Regions from separate parts of the Mus musculus genome. Here regions 1, 2, 3 and 4 are each linked to region 5. The links are chromatin contacts, called in public HiChIP or PLAC-seq maps. All regions are on one chromosome and are shown on one strand. The core of a region is the stretch at or near the end of the contact, and the rest is flanking DNA. Distances in the headings are between cores, read along the strand shown.

The links. HiChIP or PLAC-seq counts read pairs in DNA pulled down with a chosen protein or histone mark.
Region 1: a contact with region 5 is called in a FOXA1 HiChIP or PLAC-seq map of pancreatic cancer cells. The contact joins two enhancer-like sites. A contact is called at or near these places in 1 of 15 datasets of contacts at CTCF or cohesin (the NIH/3T3 cell line), 2 of 484 Hi-C or Micro-C datasets (bone marrow-derived macrophages and uterus), 2 of 115 datasets of contacts at active chromatin or transcription factors (the NIH/3T3 cell line and pancreatic cancer cells) and 1 of 9 other capture datasets (embryonic stem cells).
Region 2: a contact with region 5 is called in an H3K27ac HiChIP or PLAC-seq map of extraembryonic endoderm stem cells. The contact joins two enhancer-like sites. A contact is called at or near these places in 1 of 15 datasets of contacts at CTCF or cohesin (the NIH/3T3 cell line), 2 of 484 Hi-C or Micro-C datasets (the HL-1 cell line and Th1 cells), 6 of 115 datasets of contacts at active chromatin or transcription factors (CD8 T cells, the HL-1 cell line, the NIH/3T3 cell line and 3 more) and 1 of 9 other capture datasets (bone marrow-derived macrophages).
Region 3: an H3K4me3 HiChIP or PLAC-seq map of bone marrow-derived macrophages shows a contact between it and region 5, with 5 times the contacts expected there. The contact joins two enhancer-like sites. A contact is called at or near these places in 1 of 484 Hi-C or Micro-C datasets (nephron progenitors), 2 of 115 datasets of contacts at active chromatin or transcription factors (bone marrow-derived macrophages and pancreatic cancer cells) and 1 of 9 other capture datasets (adipose tissue).
Region 4: a contact with region 5 is called in an HNF4G HiChIP or PLAC-seq map of pancreatic cancer cells. The contact joins two enhancer-like sites. A contact is called at or near these places in 2 of 15 datasets of contacts at CTCF or cohesin (both in the NIH/3T3 cell line), 4 of 484 Hi-C or Micro-C datasets (the HL-1 cell line, Th1 cells, muscle stem cells and 1 more), 8 of 115 datasets of contacts at active chromatin or transcription factors (CD8 T cells, the HL-1 cell line, acute myeloid leukemia and 5 more) and 2 of 9 other capture datasets (bone marrow-derived macrophages and embryonic stem cells).

Annotation. Positions count from the first base shown.
Region 1 is chr6:115,312,065-115,314,764 of GRCm38.p6, reverse strand. It overlaps Gm38877 (a long non-coding RNA gene), which reads left to right. Exons shown (of 3, transcript XR_869368.1): 2 at 2,596-2,700. Among named protein-coding and RNA genes, the nearest start is that of Gm38877, 3.7 kb to the left of the region's middle. Within about 2 kb of position 1,349, at least 41 of the 459 cell types and tissues checked have an H3K27ac peak or open chromatin away from gene starts, as enhancers often do. A contact at or near this core is called in the NIH/3T3 cell line and pancreatic cancer cells, where this site is marked.
Region 2 is chr6:115,291,489-115,294,188 of GRCm38.p6, reverse strand. No RefSeq gene overlaps it. Among named protein-coding and RNA genes, the nearest start is that of Gm38877, 24 kb to the left of the region's middle. Within about 2 kb of position 1,393, at least 16 of the 459 cell types and tissues checked have an H3K27ac peak or open chromatin away from gene starts, as enhancers often do. A contact at or near this core is called in bone marrow-derived macrophages and extraembryonic endoderm stem cells, where this site is marked.
Region 3 is chr6:115,341,865-115,344,564 of GRCm38.p6, reverse strand. No RefSeq gene overlaps it. Among named protein-coding and RNA genes, the nearest start is that of Gm38878, 18 kb to the right of the region's middle. Within about 2 kb of position 1,289, at least 15 of the 459 cell types and tissues checked have an H3K27ac peak or open chromatin away from gene starts, as enhancers often do. A contact at or near this core is called in adipose tissue and bone marrow-derived macrophages, where this site is marked.
Region 4 is chr6:115,270,762-115,273,461 of GRCm38.p6, reverse strand. The region is part of intron 10 of Syn2 (synapsin II); the gene reads right to left. Among named protein-coding and RNA genes, the nearest start is that of Timp4, 20 kb to the right of the region's middle. Within about 2 kb of position 1,346, at least 87 of the 459 cell types and tissues checked have an H3K27ac peak or open chromatin away from gene starts, as enhancers often do. A contact at or near this core is called in the HL-1 cell line, the NIH/3T3 cell line, bone marrow-derived macrophages and 4 more, where this site is marked.
Region 5 is chr6:115,479,176-115,481,875 of GRCm38.p6, reverse strand. All of the region lies in intron 7 of Pparg (peroxisome proliferator activated receptor gamma), which reads right to left. Among named protein-coding and RNA genes, the nearest start is that of Gm36301, 39 kb to the left of the region's middle. Within about 2 kb of position 1,380, at least 182 of the 459 cell types and tissues checked have an H3K27ac peak or open chromatin away from gene starts, as enhancers often do. A contact at or near this core is called in the HL-1 cell line, the NIH/3T3 cell line, adipose tissue and 6 more, where this site is marked.

The DNA.
Region 1 (2,700 bases), core at 100-2,599, 170 kb after region 5:
TGGGAGGAGAAGCCCTTAGTCTTGTGAAAATCATATGCCCCAGTACAGGGGAATGCCAGGGCCAGGAAGCGGGAGTGGGTGGGTTGGGGAGCAGGGCAGGGGGAGGGTATAGGGGGCTTTGGGGATAGCATCTGAAATGTAAATGAAGAAAATATGTAATAAAAGAAAAAAATTCCAAGTTAGTTCAATTTAATATTCTTTTCCTAATAGGAAGATGTGATCTGTCTCAATATATCTGTAAGGAAAGGACCAAAGAGAACATTGTGAGGGAGGGAAAACATCATAACCACAGAGAATAGAAGTCTACAACCAGTATTTAGTGCTGGGGAAAACGTCTAAGTGCCTCGTTATGTTTAAGGGTCCTATTGCACTGTGACTCCCTGTGACTGATAATTTATAGTGTGTCTTTAAGAAAATAGTACACTACATGTTTTATTTATAAGGGAAAAAAACCAAATGTCAGGAAGATTTCCTTCCTGGATAGTTTATGTTATGGTGCCAGGGATGGAACTCGGGGCTTCCAGCAGGCTAAACACACATTCTACCACTGAGTCACACCCCGCCCAGGATCTGATTTTATAAGCTTGGCTACTTTTCCATGGCCATCCAGGAAACCAGCAGGCTACCCAGGTTGCACTCCTCCTCTGAGGGTTCTGTGGGGCCAAGTTATAGTCTGTGTAAACACGGAAGGCAGAGGTTAATGGGCACCGCTTCAGCAAAGGCTTTAGTACGAAGCTCTTTGCAGGGTGACCTGGTAGCAACGTGCCTCTATATCACATTTCTTCCCTTCCTTATCAGGCCCCCTAGGGTGCACGACAGATAAGCATAGGACCAGGTACATAATCTCCCAGGTGAATTAGATGACAAGAACAAGTTGAGTTTTATTTAAACATTTGTCTATCTATCTATCTATCTATCTATCTATCTATCTATCTATCTATCCATCCATCCATCTATCGTGAGTGTGTAATGCATGTCTGTGCATGCCACATATGCAAAGTAGAGGTCAAAGGAAAACTCTGGGGAGTCAGTAGTCTCCTTCCACCATGTGGGTTCTGGGAAAGAACTCAGGCTGCCAAAGCTTCGCAGCACGTGAGCACTTAGTTTGGTAACAGGGAGTTTGAGGTAGCTCTTTGCCTCTCGGCCGTACCATCTGTCCCTTGCTCATCTCACTGCCAGGAGAGAGACTTCTGCCTTGGCCATCATCTCTGGTCAAAGCAAATATCCAGTAGGAAGCAGGTAAAGGGAGCCTTCCCCGGGGTGCAGACAGATCTCTGGGCGACCCGAGTGCACATCTGTGCCTTTCCAGTGACTCACCTGCATGTGAGGATAAATTATTCCTCAAAATGTGTGGAGCTGGAGCACCAATGGGATTGAGCTTTTTGTGAAATGCTGACTCACTGGGATGCATGGAGCCAGAAGCTTATGCAATTGCTCTTTTATCTCCGGAAGATCTTTAGTAATTGCGGGCACTCCCCTTATTTCAATAGCTTCAGAGAGGGACTGTTGACACCTTAGATTAAGCCAGTGGATACTTGCCACCCTTTTCCATTCATAAAGTCAAAGAACTAGGAGGTACTGAAATTAAGGACTGGACTTAATTTTTTTAAGCTTAAAATATTCATAGTCTTCTTTTTAAAAAGATCAATTTTGTGGGTTTTTTTTTTTTTTTTTTTTTTTTTTTTGCTTTTGTACCTGTGCACGCATGCGCACACGTACACGCATGCGCACACGGGCTAGTGCTAAAAATCCCATCTTTCTGGAGCTGGATGGCAGCTGTGAGCGTCTGTCCTCAGAGTGCTGAGGCACACACTGCGGACAGATGAACAGCGAAAACGCTCATCTCCCCCACCTCATTTCTCACAGGGCACTTGGCAGACACAGAAGCAGATTCAAAGAGTCAACTTCATGGTTGATCTTTTTCCCCCTCGGATAAAGCATAAAATCTGTGAGAGACCTCAGAGAGGAAGCCGTCTACCAGAAAACATAATGAAAACATGGGGACAGCCAAAATAGTAACCACGTCCTCCCCACGATGAACAAAACCCAAAGGCTGAACGTTAAGTCAAGAGAGGCAGTTGGCCCCTGGTCCCCGAAGCAGAATCTTAGATTTTTGTAAAGAAATTGTATGATTTCTCCCCTCTGTGAAATGATAAAGAGAAATGTGCTGGGGTTGAACAAGCCCAGTGGGTGGACTGAGCTCTTTAGTGAATCAGGCAGAAGTGGGACTTACTCCACAGTTGTAACCCTTTAAATGCTGGGAGGAATACGGCAAAGCTATTGAAGGCAGCATGTTGGTGGTGGTAATGATTACTTAGAAGTGAAGGGATAATTTTGGAAGTATGCCTGGCTTCAGGGAAGAATGGCTCTTCATTTAACTACCCACGTGATGGACGTGTTTCAGGTGAGCTGTTGAAGTTTCTCTGAGCTCTGGGAGATTCAGAGGCAATTTCTTTGACCATATCTCATTCCCTCATGCACACACACACACACACACACACACACACACACACCTATTTTTACCTAAAGTGGGAACCCAGCCATGCACAATCATTGTCCATGAGACCTGACAATGCAGTATAGTTCTGTTTTCAGGGATGGTGGCATTACTGGTACCAGATCTGACCTCCTGCTGGATGAAAATCTATGAAACGACATTGGAGCATACAGACCACAGTACTGAGACCTTCAGGAGAAGCC
Region 2 (2,700 bases), core at 144-2,643, 190 kb after region 5:
TCCTATTTTCCAAGGTACTTGCTCTCTATGGAGCACCTCCTGCTGCTGGCCTGCCTCCTCTGGGCTGGAGGCTGTGGGCATGGATCCAGATGTGACTCAGCCTCTCCCACCACTGCAGATGCACCACTGGGTACGCATGCAAGGCACCTGCTCTTCTCCACTGAAGGGGTCAAGCCCTGTGCATCCTCAGAGGAGTCTGTATCAAGAAGCACCTTCTTCTTCCTGTTGATAATGGCCCTGTGCTTAGCTGCAGCTGTCTGCCTGGTATCTGAAGACCAGCTAGGGAGTCTCTCTGCCATATACAGTGGGTGGCAGGGCTGGCTCTAGTGGGGACTAAACTGGTAATAAATGGTGTTTAAAGACTCAGATCTCCATGGCAGGGAACAAGAACCACCTTAGGGTGTGATATGGGGACTATGGAGAGACAAAACACCACTTAAAGATGTATGTGACCCACATCCCTGAATAGTCAGAATAAATTCATTACAGTCTGTTGGGAACATTGAAGTTCCGTGTCAAAACCTTTTTAGGAAATAGCATTCGAGACCCAAAGAAAGAAACTTTAACAGCTACTGGATCTTAAAGATGCTATTTATGGGTTATGGATTTTCTAGCACATGCCCTGTCTTACAGGACTTCTTTTCCACAAGTCCTGAGAACCCAGGACTTTGAATGGGGTTCCAGGTTCTGGAAGGATGGCTTGAGCAGACGTCAGTGCTTTAAAGAGGTGATTTGGGTGTTTGTAGTTGTCCCAGTTCTAAATAAATGAACATTAGCTTAGCACTCAGAGAGCTGAATCCGGCCCTACAGAGAAGGCTGGGGGGGTCACGAGTATCCTTTTACATTAGCATTGAGCTAGGTATCCCCTAAGGATTCAAACACATAAATTACAGGAGGTTTGTTTGTTTGTTGTCTTGGCTTCTTTTTGGTTGGAATCTAGCCTTTAACAGCTGGGCTGTCTCTCCCGTTTGACTCTGACATCTTTCAGGCAGACAGAATGGTCTCTGAAAGGTCTCTGCAGTCTCGTGGTCAGTGTAGCAGCGATAAGGCTTAGATCCCTGGTCCCTGGGTCATCAGAGAGCTCAGTAGTAAACTGTGAGATGGGGGTGGGGCTATAAAGGTGGGGACTATGTGGCCAAGCTTAAGGGAAAGAGAGCCCATCTTGCCCCCAAGATGTGAGCAGACAAGAGAACACAAGTTGTAGTGGGGTCAGGACAGTTCGGAGAGCTTTAATCTGGAGCAGGGGACTTTCGGGGCAGCAAGCTCAGGGTGGATTTGGTTTCTGTTTGCTGAAGGCCTTGATGATAAGCTCCAGATCGGAGCTTGTGCTCTAGGCAGTGGGGAATTATTCTGGGCATGTGAGTCAGGGATGCACGATGACGAAAGTGGAGCTCCAGGCTTTATCTGGCCTAGCATTTGACAAAGGATGGGGGAAGCTGATTCTGAGAGTAGAGAACACATGGTGAGGCCATAATTTAGGGTTTTGAACAAAGGCAGCGTTCACTTTTGAAAACTGTCACATCAAAGTCCAAAATGGTGGCCTAATTAGTGAGCAGTTGGAGATGCAGGTTGTCTGGTTTGGCAAGAATAGATTCATCCCTGGAGCCTGCCTACCCCCTCAAGGTCAGGAGATTGTGAAGAAGAAGAGATGGCTGGGAAATCCTGCCCCTCTGGATGGAAAGGTTCTCTAGGTTTGCTTCATGTTCAGTTTTAACACATGAATATCTATAACAGTATTTTTAGACAAAAAAAACAAAACAAAACAAAAAACTCCAGACAGCCTGGGGAGGGGTATAGCTCAGCGATAGAGCATGCACCGAACATGTCCAGGCTCTGGGTTGGATCACCAGCACAAAACAAATAAAAAAAAACTGAACACGAAAGCCTGCACTGTCTGTGACACTGGACAGTTCTCTGAGAAGGTTCATTTTGTGGTAGGGTGTTTGAAAGAACATCAAATATTAAAAACAATCCCCTCTTTCAATAATTTTCTGTTATTTCAAAAGGCCACTGATCTGAGAGAAGCCAAGTTCCAAGATTAAAAAGAAGACAACAAACTAACACATAGACATGGAATTCCCATACACGCCATCGCCCTAGAAGTCTGGCTTACGCCTCTAAGACTACCCACCCATCTACTCAAATTAGCCTGTCCCATTCCCAAGCCATCTGCGCACAGCATCACGTTGCAATTACCAGCTCAAAAACTAGCTTTTTGAGAAATCTCAGCCACTTAAGGCAAAACTCCAGGGGAGGCCTATTCTTAATACATTTTTTTGTTGATATTTATCTCTCAGCTGTGGTATGAAATACTGATTTCTTACAACATAGGCATGTATTTACCAGTCAGATGGCGGCAGCTGTGAACTGGTGGGGGCTGTTACACCTGCCCACCCTTTCTAAGGCCCAGTGGGTCTGCTTTTGCTGTCTGTTTGTTTGTTTGTGGGTGTTTTTTTGTTGTGTGTGTGCTCACGTGGGCATTTGCACATGCACATGCATGCCCGTGGTACTGGAAGATCTCAGTGAGTCGTTACAAGTGTGGCGTTAAGTGTGTTGCCTTCTAAGTCCCTCTCCATGTCAGGGAGAGAGAGGAAGGAAAGTCACTTGGCACTGATGGCAGTATATCAACAACTTACAAGGACAGTGAAGAAACCAAGGCAAGGAAGGCCCTGCCACTCAGTCTTCTCGTTGGTCACTCTG
Region 3 (2,700 bases), core at 40-2,539, 140 kb after region 5:
AGTTTTTGAATTTTGGAGAAATTCAGCTTTTAGTTCTAGAGTTTGTAAACCAGCAAAAGTCTAAGCTGGGTCAGCCCATCCCATTGGTTACATGGCAGACACTGACCAGCGTTAGAGAAGCTCAAACTCAGCACCAGTTTTAGTGAAAATCACCTAGTCCTCCAAGCTCTTCCTCTCATTTGGGGAACGCAAAGTATATTTTGGACCACAGCGTGGAACATTCCAGACAATGCGAAATCTAGAAAGGAACTGCACCTGTATCCCCATGCACCGCCAACAAAATGCAGCCGCTGAATAAATACTCACCCTAAATTAGGGAAAGGCAGGGAAGTCAGTTCCCCACTGTGCATAAAAGTGAAAGTTTTGTTCTTGGCACAAATCTGCTAGAATCTGCGGGTCAGTCGTCGCGGAGGAGGTCTTCCCCACAGGTTTTTATTTCACTGCTAACTTTTAAGCAGGGAGAAAGTTTTGCAGAACACAACCGGAGGCTGGGTCTGACAAGGTGGGGAGAATCTTTTTCTTAGGAAAGTGTGAGATGATCTCTGAGGAGAGCTGCAAAATTTGAAATTGCAAGCAGACGGCCAAAGAGATACTTAGTGTTTAAAAAAAAAAAAAATTAAGTGCGGGTGTCAAATTATGACTAAAGCAATTTTTAAGCAAAAGTTGCTAATGTGGGACAAACTGTGACTATGACCTTTACAAATGATTCGGAAGTTGTAAAAGAATTCTGACAGGGGAGAAAGGCAAGCGATAAAAAGGGAAGCTGACAGAGAATCTGGGGATGTGACAGACATGTGACTTGGTCATTATGTTTATTTTCTTCAAACCTCAGACGAAAGAGGAGAAGTGAAGGGAAGACAAGTTGGAGTTTGGCTCCCTGAAGAGATCTTTTGCTTGTGTATCTCCCAACCCCTGAGATAATTTGTTAGGTATATGTCATGGTAGAAAAATTGCTCAAACGTTCTTCAGCTTGGGGAAAAAAAAAAAAAAAAAAAAGAGGGAATAAAGTATATAAAACTCTTTCCAGGTTTATAGATAGAAGAGAAACCAAGACTTAGTCCTGACCTTGCATTTTAAACTTCTTTTTAAAAATTATCATTGCTGCATTGTTGTGAGTTATCCATGTGGGGGGGTTTACTGATATAATGAACACGCATCTAACAACATGCGATGATCAAGAAAAGGTGGCTGGGCCTTACAACTTCTTTTTTATTAGCACAGAGGGAGGAGGAGGGTGGCTCTGAGGTCATCCCATGCTACATGGTGAGAGCCTATCCCCAAAGAGCAAACAAGTAAAAAGGACTTCTCGTTTCTCAGGGATCTTAAAGAACACATTGAAAGCTGGAGCAATGGCTCAGCCGTTAAGAGCATGTACTGCCCTTGCAAAGGACCAGAGTTCCAGTCCCAGCACCTACATCCAGCAGTCCACAACTGCCTGTAACTCCAGTTTCAGGAGACATAGTACCTCTGTCCTCCATGGACACCTTCATTCAGATGTACACACACACACACACACACACACACACACAATTAAAAACAATAAAACAGAACTAAAAAGATCTATTTACTGTTCTTTTATGTGTGTGTGCTCACTGCATGGATGCAGTGCCTATGAGACTATGGGTACTGGGAACTAAACTCCATCTTCTGCAAGAGCAGCAAGTAGGGTTTTGCCCCCTTCTGCAGGGGTCTTAACAAATGTTTCCAGGCCTTGTTGGAACCAGTTCCTGCATGGTAAAATGTTTTGTTTTTCTTTTGTCTTCATTTAGTTTTATTCTCAGTCTTTCCATTCCCGTGTGCATCACTGCCTGAGCCTGTCCTGAATATTCTCTTTTCCATTTATATGTCTGAGGGTATAACCTACTACCTTTCCATATGTGTTATAATACATAACAATCCAATTACATGCATGAGTCCAGCGTCTTGCTAGATAACAAACAACTCAGAAAAGTTTTCATTTCCAGAGCTCTCCGTGATCTTCCCCTCAGAAAAGTGTATAAAGGTTCAAACACAACAGTGGCCTCAAAAATAAGTTTTCCCTTCTAATTTGGAAACCACGAATGTTAGACATTATTTCTTTCCTAGTAACTTTCCACAGGTCAATCATCTCATTTTGGAAATGCCCCTCAGTCTCAGGCCAGGCCTTTCCTAGTGGATAACTTTTCCCATGTGACCCTTTAAATAAATGCTAAGACTTTTCCCATAATTAATTAATCTCAGAAAGCAAAATGAAACATGTCACCAGGATCTTATTTAAAGCCAAGGACTTTATTGGCTCCTTTCCAGACCTCTTTCTAAATTCAATGACCCTACACAGGCTTCTCACCGTTGGTGCTTCGTCATTTGCAACACTTCTCAGATAACCGGGCATGTGGATGATGGAATTTGAATACATGCGCACCTCAGTTAAGACATTTAGAAGTTATTTTTATTACTACATAAGGACTTTGTCCTCTGAAATGTTTATAGTCATTGGTTTAAAAAATAGATACACGAGGGACTGGAGGGATGGCTCAGTGGTTAAGAGCACTTGTTGCTCTTACAGAGGATGACGGTTCAATTCCCAGCACCCACATGGCAGCTCACAAATATCTGTAACTCTAGTCCCAGAGGATCTGATGCCATCTTTTGGCATCTTCATGCACTGCACACATGTCACACACACACACACACACACACACACACACACACACACACACA
Region 4 (2,700 bases), core at 97-2,596, 210 kb after region 5:
TTTCAGGCAGTTCATGTTAGGGGTTTGTCTTCAGTGTGCCGGAAACATTCTCTAAAGCCAAAGTGTGCCAAGTGGGCCGATGGTGATGTCAGAGTGTGCCTCCACAAGCTGGGCTGCAAAGTGGGCTAAATGTGCCTTCAGTCGGCCTCCCGTTTCCCTCTCAGTGCCCTCTGCCCTCAGGAGAAGGCCCCAAGCCCTATTCCCACCTCAGTGCCATCTCTTCCCTGCTCCCCACTGCCCCCGTGTCTGAGGCTGGCCATGTCTCTCCTCCCTGCCCCGCACTGCCCCTGTGGCTGAGGCTGGCCATGTCTCTCCTGCTCCCTAGGGCCACTTTTTAGCTCAAATACCCTTGAAGTAGAAGTGTTCTCTTCCCAGTGCTCAGCCATTCAATGATGACATGACTCTAACTGTATAGAAGTTTATACAGTACCAGGCCTGGCCTTTGCATTATCCTTAGTACCCCACAGCAGGGAAGCCCATCTTACCTGTCAGCCACCTTCAACAACAAAACATCCCTTTCTTCCAAGACTCTAACTGGTTCCAGAAGACCTGCTCTGAGTTCTGACACTGAGATACACACTTAAGCATTAAGCCAGTTGGTGGCCACCTACGCCACTCATGCATCAGGGTCCCTCTAAACTAGCTTCCTAATCCTCCCCACTCATCTCTCCAATCTTTGTTCCCTATGGCCACTGTTCCCCTCTTAAAACTTCTCCCTAGACATGCCACTTAATTCTCCTGAAATTTCCCGAGTGTTTACTGTGTCCCACGTAAATGGGCCTTTATGTGACCTGTCCTTTACACCTCACAATGCTGTATGTAGTAGAAGATGTTATACCAAGATTCCCAGTTGCTCCAGCACAGTGGAACTAACCTTTCTAGCCTTCAGTTCCCCACATGTCCTAAAAGAATGCATGCCTTCTGGTCCCAACCTTATTGATAGTCTCTTTCCGAGGTCATGTGAAGCATCTAGACTGGTGCTTGCCAGTGCTCTCCCTCAGGCCTCACAGGAGGCACCCACCATGCAGGCTGACCCTGGCTCTCCTCAGTCACAGAAATACACACGTGAGACATTCAAGGATAAAATGAGCCCCAAAGTGCCCTTCCCAAGGCTTTGGGGAGAGAGGCCAGAGCCTGGGAATGTGCCTTGGCTACCCTTGATGGCGCCTGAAGAGTTTCTCCTGTCCCTGGTTCCACTGAGGCTGGGGATGGAAGACTTCTCAGGGGCTGAGGAAGCCAGGAGGAGAGTCCCCTAGGACTGTCCCTTGCCAGGCTGAGACACTCTGGCTCCTCCCACAAGCCTGCTGTCTGCTAGGGGCTGAGGGCTTATTCCCTGTGGGGTTTGGCTACCACGGGATCTGTCTCCAGTCACCAAGAGCCTCCTGGGATGCTGAATTCCACAGAAGTCTGGCCACTCTGGCGTCACTGCCAAAATTTGGCATATAGCCAGCCCAAGGCAGGACCTCGTGGTCAGCCTGAGCAGCAGAGTTTCTCTCAGGAAGCTGGTTGACTCAAACAGGTAAGAATGTTTAGTCCAGCTCCCGTGGCCAGCTGCACACACACAGGGAGGAGGAAAAGAGCCTTTTAACTGCCTACAAAACAAAGCCCCGTGAAACCGAGCTTATGGAAAGACTGCAAGTGGCTGTCAGTCTGATACCACTGCCTAAACTAATGTGGCTGAAGGTGCATTTGTGTCTTAATGGGGGAGGGGAGCCCTCCCTTCTTGCTTGGTCAAGCCTCCTTAGAAAGCAGTCACCACGCTGGGCACCTCTTTGGAGGGGTCCATTGGTAGGGTCTGTGAAGAGATAGGGGTTGAGAGACTGGAAACACTTTCTTTATGAGATTTGACAAGTTACATCTCTGCATCTTGGCTTCCCCAAATGGTCAGACTACAAGGATTAAACGATGATGTGACCCTGGCAGCACCAGAGTTAGTGTCAATCATGTCAGTGGTAGCCTAGGTAACACTGACTGTCCCACTGTGAGAACTCTTCAACTAGCACCTAGAAAAACTCTGGCCAGAGATACTATATAGGGGATGCAAGTTGTCACAGGCAGATGAGTTCTGCTGGCTCCTTCGTCTCTAGGCTTCCACTAATTCTTTGTGCATTTGAGTTCTTTGGATGACAGAGGTAAGAGATAGCAGTGCAGTCTTGAGGCAAGAAAAGCCCCAGGGCTGCTGGGCCTGAACAGAGATATCCCGAAGGCATAGGGTTTGAGGGACTCCTCGGTGAGGAGAGCAAGCTGCCGCCCATAGAGGTTTGGTAGGCTAATTAATATCCTGCTCTGCTGGGTCTGTGGGGCTTTAGCAATCAAAGGGGCTGGGGGGCAGAAGAGATGAATGTCCCATGAAGCAGCTGGTGAAGTGACAGGTCAAGCATCTGGCTATCAATGGAGGAGAGCAAGTTTCCTCATACGGCACCACGAGTGCCCAGGTTTCCCTTTCTTTCCTTCCCCCTCACAGGCATACCAAAAAGCCCCGGTGCATGGTATTACACAGACCCTTCTGAGCTGGGGGTCAGATGGTCCAGCTCTTCTTAGCAGCCAGGTGACTCTGGATAGGTCATCTTCATTGTCTTTCCTGATATGTCAACACATAAAGAATTACAACCTCCATATCTCACATAAGAGTTTTGAGGCTTAAAAACATCAAATGAGCTTTATAAACTATAAAGTCCTAGCCAGTGAATAATATATGGT
Region 5 (2,700 bases), core at 131-2,630:
TCAAGGTCTTTGAGGATGGAAGTGGGTCTTCTGAGTTCTGTCTTGGCCCTGGGCAGTCCTTGTGATCCTTCTAGCTCTGCTGTACTAGTCACTCAAGGCTCAGCCATGTGCTCTGCTTCAATTCTGTGCTTTCCGTGTTTTGAGCAATTCTATCAGGATTGGTAGCTGGTTGGGGCTGGGAGTATAGGTAGAGGAAGAAGGGTTAGTGGAAGGAAATAGGAGAGTAACCTCTTCCGAGGCCCCCTCCAGCCTGACACGTTGCTGCCCTCAATGTACCTGGTGGCTCTGCCAAAGGGAACAAAGGAGGAAGGGCTGAGAAAAGGGTTAAGAGCAACTCTGTGACTTTAGATCCATGACAGCAAACCAGCAAACTTGAGACAGTAGCCTTATCAACTTCAGATTTCCCACTCCTCTCTCTCCTCTCCTCTCCTCTCCTCTCCTCTCCTCTCCTCTCCTCTCCTCTCCTCTCCTCTCCTCTCCTCTCCTCTCCTCTCCTCTCCTCTCCTCTCCTCTCCTCTCCTCTCCTTTCTGAAGAACTTGTGATTGTAAACCATAGATATGACTTTCTAAACACCTTAGTTTCCTGCAAAGTCAAGGGAATTCTGGGTGGGAGAATCCACAGTCCTAGCTTCCCCTGTCTCCTTGGGGGCCCAGGATTAGGGGATTTTGATCCTCCTTCTTTGGCTCCTCCTCCTTCTCTGTATCTCTTTCCCTTTGGGTTTTGTTCTTGATCTGCAACTAATCCCCTTAAAGTGATAGCTGATAAAAGGATTAGTTGAGAGCTCCCTAGGGGTATTTATATTGTAGGAAGGATTTTAAGGACGGTTGGTGGAATTTTAAGCCTTTTGACTGGCAGGATGGAGTGGAGCTACTTCAAATGATATCACAGAGGAGAAAGGGGAAATTAGCATTCACTGTGTGCCTAGCAGTGTCCCAGGCACAGTGCCAAAAGCTTCATATAATGCTATTTTACTTGCTTGGGGAGCTGATAAGGAAGTTAAGGCCCAGGGAGGTCAATAATTGCTGCAACCGCACATCTAGGAAGTGGGGGAGTGGGGCTTTTGGACTCTTGTGTGTGATTCTGGAGCTTTCTCCCTGGCCTATCCAGAGCTGCAGTAGCAGGTGAGAAGTTTTGTTTAGGCTGCAGCACAGCCCTTACGCCCTCCTCCCACCCCCATCCCTTGCCCAACCTCTCTGTTAGGTGACCTGAGGACCCTGCATTCACCCTTCCCCACTTGCAGCTGAATGGTGCCCATCTGGAAGGCTGCCTGGGTCACCCAGAGTTTAAACACACATTTTGAGAGTCCAAAATGATAAAGTGCTCTGAAAAGCCACATCTCTTATGACTGGCTAAGGAGCCTCTTCCTTGGCTGCCAGTGTGGACAGGAGTGACTCAGCAGTTCCACTTTCAGTCCTGTCTGCCTCAGACAACACTGTTTGCTCAGTCCCGAGATGATGGCGGCCTACTTAGCCAGGGCGGAGGAGGAAGTTTTATTTCTGGAGCAGTTACAGATAAGGGGTCTTCTATCCTCTCCAAACAAGAGCCTGCACATAGATTCTCACATGTATGCCTATCTATGGGGTGACTCTAAGATGTTTCACTATTTTCTCCATTACCCCATCCTTGCCCCCAGCTCTCTGGTTTTTAGTGTTTAGGTGCCAGTTGCAAACTCATAAATATACCTCACCCCTGTCATACCAAGTGCATGAGGTTATGAAAACAGAGAACTAATGGGACATTTCTAGATAACTCAAAGTGAGTCATTATTCAAGGCCATTCTGCTAATCTCATGCACAGTGTAGGTAGGAGCCTATTAGATATGCTAGTCCTTAGTAAACCAGCTATTACTCTGTGATATGACCATCTCCTGATGGGGGACAGGAGACATGTTAATGCTGGATGTCCAGCTCAAGAGAAATTAGATGCCCTTGTTTATTTTTAATACCTGAAGAAGACATGGAAAAACAACTTTCTCAATTGGGAAGGAAGTTAAATATTTAGCTGGCATAGAAGAAGTAGGAAGCTGGCATAATGCTGAGACTGTAGCTCAATAGGGAAGCTTGTGCTCACATGCATGAGGCCATAAGTTCAATCCCCAGGACTACTAAATACACAAAAGTGTTGGCCTATTGCTATTTATAGTTATTTTTAATGTCTAGTTTCAAAGTAGTTTGGATATTGTGTCCTTTTCACTTAACAACTATGGGAGACATTCACTGACTAAAAGGGGTATAAAGGCTCTGGGCTGAGTAGAGTCAAAGTATGACTATGTGGAGCTCCCCTGAGACACATAAAGCCTGTTTTTCCAGAGATATGTGCTATACTGTGCACTGTAACTCACAGAAATCACTCTGTAGTAAAATGGAAGCATGGCACGTATACTCAAGAACTGAAGGGGAACTGAGGTCCAGGGTGGAGGAATACGCCCAACCTTGTAGTCAGTTGGTCCTTCTGCCCCAAGTTATCTGCAGTGGCTCACTGGGTCTGAGCTGTTGAATGAGGTGCTTTGCAATGGCCATGAGCAAGTATCTATCTGTCTGCCTACACAGAGTAAGTGTCCCTGTGCTCAGTTGTTCCTCTAGAGCACGAGAAACGAAGACACAGGATGGTATTGATGGTATTTAACTGTTTTAAATCCTCTCACCAGTGCGTGTATGTCTGTGCTCACCCAATCCCACCTGACCCTGTGTACATGAGGT